Regions from separate parts of the Hordeum vulgare genome. Here region 1 is linked to region 2. The links are chromatin contacts, called in public Hi-C maps. All regions are on one chromosome and are shown on one strand. Each heading gives the region's core, a stretch centred on a gene start, on an enhancer-like site or on the middle of the called end of the contact. The rest is flanking DNA. Distances are from core to core; before and after follow the strand shown. Region 1 holds the start of LOC123426646 (neutral/alkaline invertase 3, chloroplastic-like). Region 2 holds the start of LOC123426641 (1,4-alpha-glucan-branching enzyme 2, chloroplastic/amyloplastic-like).

Evidence for each region. A called contact is a pair of places that touch in the nucleus more often than the background predicts.
Region 1: a Hi-C map of seedling shows a contact between it and region 2, with 10 times the contacts expected there. The contact joins the promoter of LOC123426646 here to the promoter of LOC123426641 in region 2. A contact is called at or near these places in 4 of 6 Hi-C or Micro-C datasets (leaf and seedling) and 1 of 1 datasets of contacts at active chromatin or transcription factors (embryo).

What each region holds. Positions count from the first base shown.
Region 1 is chr2H:457,982,365-457,985,064 of MorexV3_pseudomolecules_assembly, forward strand. LOC123426646 (neutral/alkaline invertase 3, chloroplastic-like) reads left to right here and starts at 1,440. Exons shown (of 6, transcript XM_045110511.1): 1 at 1,440-2,107; 2 at 2,377-2,545; 3 at 2,639-2,700. The coding sequence starts at 1,580. It overlaps LOC123426647 (histone deacetylase 9), which reads left to right. Exons shown (of 14, transcript XM_045110512.1): 11 at 1-24; 12 at 211-309; 13 at 498-564; 14 at 846-1,220. The coding sequence ends at 931.
Region 2 is chr2H:457,648,382-457,651,081 of MorexV3_pseudomolecules_assembly, forward strand. It overlaps LOC123426641 (1,4-alpha-glucan-branching enzyme 2, chloroplastic/amyloplastic-like), which reads right to left and starts at 1,277. Exons shown (of 22, transcript XM_045110506.1): 1 at 969-1,277; 2 at 539-639; 3 at 21-262. The coding sequence starts at 1,104.

The DNA of each region.
Region 1 (2,700 bases), core at 190-2,689, 330 kb after region 2:
TTGAAAGTACCAAATCTGAACATGGTATGAACCTTTTCTGATTGAACTTTCTAATTCTACGCCTGCCTGTTGTGGAAATATTTAACTGCTGTTTGGTGCGTCATGCTTTTTATATACTGGGTACCACCAACTAGAACATCCTTTTGTTTCTTTATTAGAGATGTGTAGATGTGCAAATGATATTTGTCTTCCTATTGATGAATGGAACAGGACAACCTGAATAGTAAGACGTATCTCAGTTCAATCAAAGTGCAAGTCATGGAGAGTTTGCGGGCCATACAACATGCACCTGGCGTTCAGATGCAAGAGGTTAGTTTCAGTTTGTATTCCCACTCGCATGTTTAAATCTCCGAATTGAAACTGGGGATGGATAGTATCTGAACACTAGATTATGCCTTTGCATCTATTGTTGTCTTCCTTTTTTCTTGCTTCCACCAGAGTAGTGTAGTTTGTTGTTTCTGAGCAGTGACCGGATACACGATGAATTTATTTTGCAGGTTCCACCAGATTTCTATGTCCCAGACTTTGATGAAGACGAGCTGGATCCTGATGAACGCGTTGACCGTAAGTGAAATACCTATGGCATGTCTTACGTGCTCATATGGACGAGTAACAACTTGATGATTTCTCCGTGCAAACTCGCCATTGTCCTCTCGAAGCATATGCACGCCACATAATGAGAAATTCCCCCTGAAATAAATGTGATCCGTTTTGCTATCTATTTATTCTTAAACTGGTTGCACTCTTCTTCAGCCAGTCAGTTCCTTGCCTGGTATTGTGTCCAGTCCTTTTGAACCGTGTCATCATTTTTCTTTTCTTACAGAAGTGTATATTATGTCATGCAGAGCATACCCAAGACAAGCAGGTTCATCGTGACGACGAGTACTATGAAGGCGACAATGACAATGATCACGATGACGGCGGACATTGAAATCGGAGTCTTGGCGATGCATGTAGGTGGAAGCTGAAAGTCTTTCCTGAGCGGCTGCTGTGCAGTTTAACATCCTGGGTTGGAACATAGTTGGTTGATTGACATTTTAGGATCTACTCCTAACTAACAGCAGCTGCTAGGGCTGGAGAACATTGTGGGAGAATGTAACATTGTGAGAGAATGTTTCCCAAAAAGGAACATTGTGGGAGAATGTAACATTTCCTGTTGTACAACATAGTACGATTTCACATTCTTACTCAAGTTCAAAAATCTTTTCAGTACTCTTTTATTTAGCCTAGCCTTTGGAATATTCTTTTATGTATGGCCTTCTGAATTTGGTTACCTGTGTTGGTCTGAAAAAACAACTGATTAACGCTCGTAGAGATAGAGGCAAAACTAAAAGAGAGCATCGAGGCAGGCAGAGGCGTGGCGTGGCGTGGCGTGTATACGGGGAGAAGCACCGAGTGGTGGCCACGCCCCGTCGCCCTCCCCCTCCGTGACTGACAGCCTCAGCTACGAACCCAAACGCCGCTTCGCCCACTCGAACGCCTTGTTTGCATCCCCCTCGTGCCCCACGCACAGCCAATCAATCCCGGTAGTTTCGCTTTTGCGGCTCGACTCGACTCTCGACGACTCTCTCAGCAGCGCATGGGGATCGCACAGGCCGCCGCCCCGCTGCGGCTGCATCTCGGGTGCTCCGGCGCGGCGCCCCCGCGGCCCACCTCCCTCAGGGTCGGGGTCGGATTCGGATTCGGATCCCATGCGAGGAGGAAGGGCGGGAGGAGGCGGAGCCCTCCTCGCGCCGCCAGCTCGCTGCATCCCAGCAGCAACCCGAGAGCGCACGACCATGACCCCGCCCTCAAGGCCCCCACCGTCGACGCTGACGGGAGAGACTTCAACGGCGCCGCCGCAGGCCAGCCAGACCACGCACCGCAGCGGAGGCGGCGCGCGGCGAGTGACCTGGAGGAGGAGGCGTGGGGGCTCCTCCGGGAGTCGGTGGTGAGCTACTGCGGCAGCCCCGTGGGCACCATCGCCGCCTGCGACCCCAACGACTCCAGCCCGCTCAACTACGACCAGGTCTTCATCCGGGACTTCGTGCCCTCGGGCATCGCCTTCCTGCTCAAGGGGGAGTACGACATCGTCCGCAACTTCATCCTGCACACGCTCCAGCTCCAGGTCAGGTCACCCCTTCATAATACTAGTGTTTCGGTTATGCTCCTCTTACCTGTGTCAATCAGAAGTGGTGTCAATAATGTGTATGCAATTGAATCATTGATGATGTATGTTGATGCTCCTCGGTTCCAATACGATTAAGAACAACCTATATGAAATTATTAGTTGAGGGCAATAAATCAGGATACCATTCTGCTCAATGTACTGCGTATCATGTATGAAGCATTGAAGCTTGTAATAATTTGTAAAAACTGATTGTTGACCATCCATAGAGCTGGGAGAAAACCATGGACTGCCACAGTCCAGGGCAAGGCTTGATGCCAGCTAGTTTCAAGGTGCGTGTTGTTCCGCTTGAAGGTGATGATGAGGGCGCAACTGAGGAAGTCCTCGATCCTGATTTTGGGGAGGCTGCTATAGGCCGTGTGGCACCAGTTGATTCAGGTATTTTTTTAATAAACCTTTTAATTCAGGTAACGTTGACTCTGTTAATACGCATATAGCATAAAAATAAAGAGCCCTAATGATGGTTTTCAGGTCTATGGTGGATCATATTACTGAGGGCATATGGAAAATGTTCAGGCGACCTTACGTTTCAC
Region 2 (2,700 bases), core at 27-2,526:
AAGTAGGAGGCAGGCATTACCGGTAGTCAAGATGGCTCCGAAAATCTTTCAGCGTTGGGTCAATCTCGTATATTTTTTGCCCATCTCCTGGTTTTGGGACAACTTGCGGTTTCTCCCCAACGACTAGTTCTTTAACTCCTTTGGTTACACCATCAGTGATTGTTTCCGCAATACCCTGAGTCGGTTCTGAAGATTCAAGTTTTTCTGCAGCCCCCCCTGTCATGTTTACTTCCGCCATTTCCTCCTCGATATCTTCAGGTACCTACAGCACGAAAAATAGCAATTGTAGAGCAGAGTAACGAAACCAAAACAGTGCATTATTTTGTGAAGCTCTTGCTAGACTGCACATCCATCTGAGTTTTCAGTGGCCCAAGAGCCAGCACGGCACAACAGCTAACAAAATGCACAAGGCAGTGGAGTACTGCACAATGCTGATAGAAGAAGCTTGAAACCTGACGCCTCTGCGGCTTGGTTTCATCCGACATTTGGTAAGTGAAATAACGGCTGTGTGAAGATTTTCCCGCACCACGGTGTGTACCTGTAATTCTTCAGGTTGCGCTGGAGTGGCGGCCAAGTCGTCGCTCTCACCGTCAGGCACCAGGACCTTCCCTGGAGCGGCCGCGCAGCTCAGGACGGCGCCTGCAAATGCAAGGATGGCTACGATAGTGAAACGACGCTACAACTTGCAGCTACAGCAAGAACAGGAAGAAAAAGAGTGGGAAAACATATATCAGAATGAAAGGAGGAAATGATCAAAGCCGTGGTAACGCCAGGGCCTGGGTAACACTAACGCATTTACCCGCACGGGAAAAAAAATACAGGCTCAGGAAGCGCGATCGCCTAATCCAGCAATCTCTCTCATTCATGCAGATCAATTGGGGAACGGTATCGAACAGGCCGTGCGCGCGCAGAGGGAGAGAGAAGGGGGGGCAAAAACAAACGGGGAGATTCGAGCGAGCGAGGCGTACGAGAGGAGTCCTTCTTCCTGAGGAGCAGCGACGGCAAGTCCAGCCCGCCCCTCCGCTCCGAGCCGGATCGCGGCAGCGCTCCGCCGGCGGCCCGCGCCACACCGAGGGTCGCGCCGGACACCGCGAACGTCGCCATCTCCCGCGCAGCGAGCGAGCGAGTCGGTCGCCCAGATCTCACTCAACACGCCGGCCGAAATGCAGCAGCGCGGAACCCGAGGCCGACCGAGTGAGGGGAGTGATGGGAGATATTAATTGAGAAGCGATGAGAAGGGGGAGCAACGTGTGCGGCGGGGGTGGAAGCTGGCGGGTACTGTGAAGTGCATGGGGATGGGCGGGGGAGAGGAGATAGACGCCAAGCCGGAAAAGGGCCCCACGGGGAGTGTGTGTGTGTGTGTGTGTGTGTGTGTGTGCGCGGCGTCGTCTTCCTCCCTCGTGCGCGCGCGCAGAGGTGGCAGCGATGGACGGACGGAGGCGACGTTGCGTAGGGGACGGGAGGGAGGACGAGATCGCAAACCAACGGCTGGGAGCGCGTTTAGCTGGCCATGCCGTTACCGGCTTCTAGTACCCTCGTTTATTCATTTTTTTTCTTTTCTTTTTGTTTACAAAATACTCCGTATTTACCATCTCCCAGACAAAAGCAGTTGGTGACGATGGGGTGTCTATTGCGAGCTAGATATCGCATCCTAAAATACTCCCTCCGCCCCAAAATAATTGTATCAATTTTATATTAGCTCTAATATAAAATTATACTCCCTCCGTTTTAAAATAACTGTCTCAAGCTTAGTACAACTTTGTATAGAGATAATACAAAGTTGAGACATTTATTTTGAGATGCAGGGAGTAATAAGCTTGAGACAGTTATCTTAAAACGGAGAGAGTATTTTTTAAGTCATGCTTTAAGAAATGTTTGTGTGCATATAAAATTTCATCGCGAAATATATTTGTGAAAGACATGGTAAAAAAAACAAAATCGATACTTTCAGACGCATTTTGTAGTTCTGATTTTATTTTATTTTTACCATGACTTTCATAAATGTAATTTCGTCATGAAATTTTACATACACAACAAACATTTTTAAATATGTCTGAAACAATTCAGATTTTTCTATATTTTTATTATACTGTTTACAGGAGGAGCATTTGAGATCAGATGTACTCTCTCCGTTCTAAAATAAGTGACTCAAAAATGATTTAGTTTTATACTAACTTCAGTATAAAATTAAGTCATTTTTAAGTCACTTATTTTAGGACAGAGGGAGTAGAAAGTTACTTTCGATTCTCACTACTCTATTAAGTTAATATATGCGCACATACCAACTCATTAAAGGCTCGTCACAATATGCATGCAAACAAGTTTTCCATTATTAGTTGATCCAATGCACATATCCACTCTTATATGCAAAAAAAAAATCATTATATTGTGACACTTATATTCAATAGATATGTTCACCTATGCAATAACTAAATACAATCAAAATCTTTCAAAATTTATTGTTATTGATTGCCAGGAACGCACACGATATCATGTACTCCCTTGGTTCCTAAATATAAGTTTTTTTATAGATTGTACATATGATATAAAAAGAAGATCGCGCCATTCTTCTCTACAATATGTATTGTACATATGTGTAAATGAAATTGTAAATGCATCTGTCGGTATACTAAAAAATGGGGCCTTTAGTATCAAAATTTGTACACATGCAAACAACGGCCTTCGGTGCCGGCAAAACCT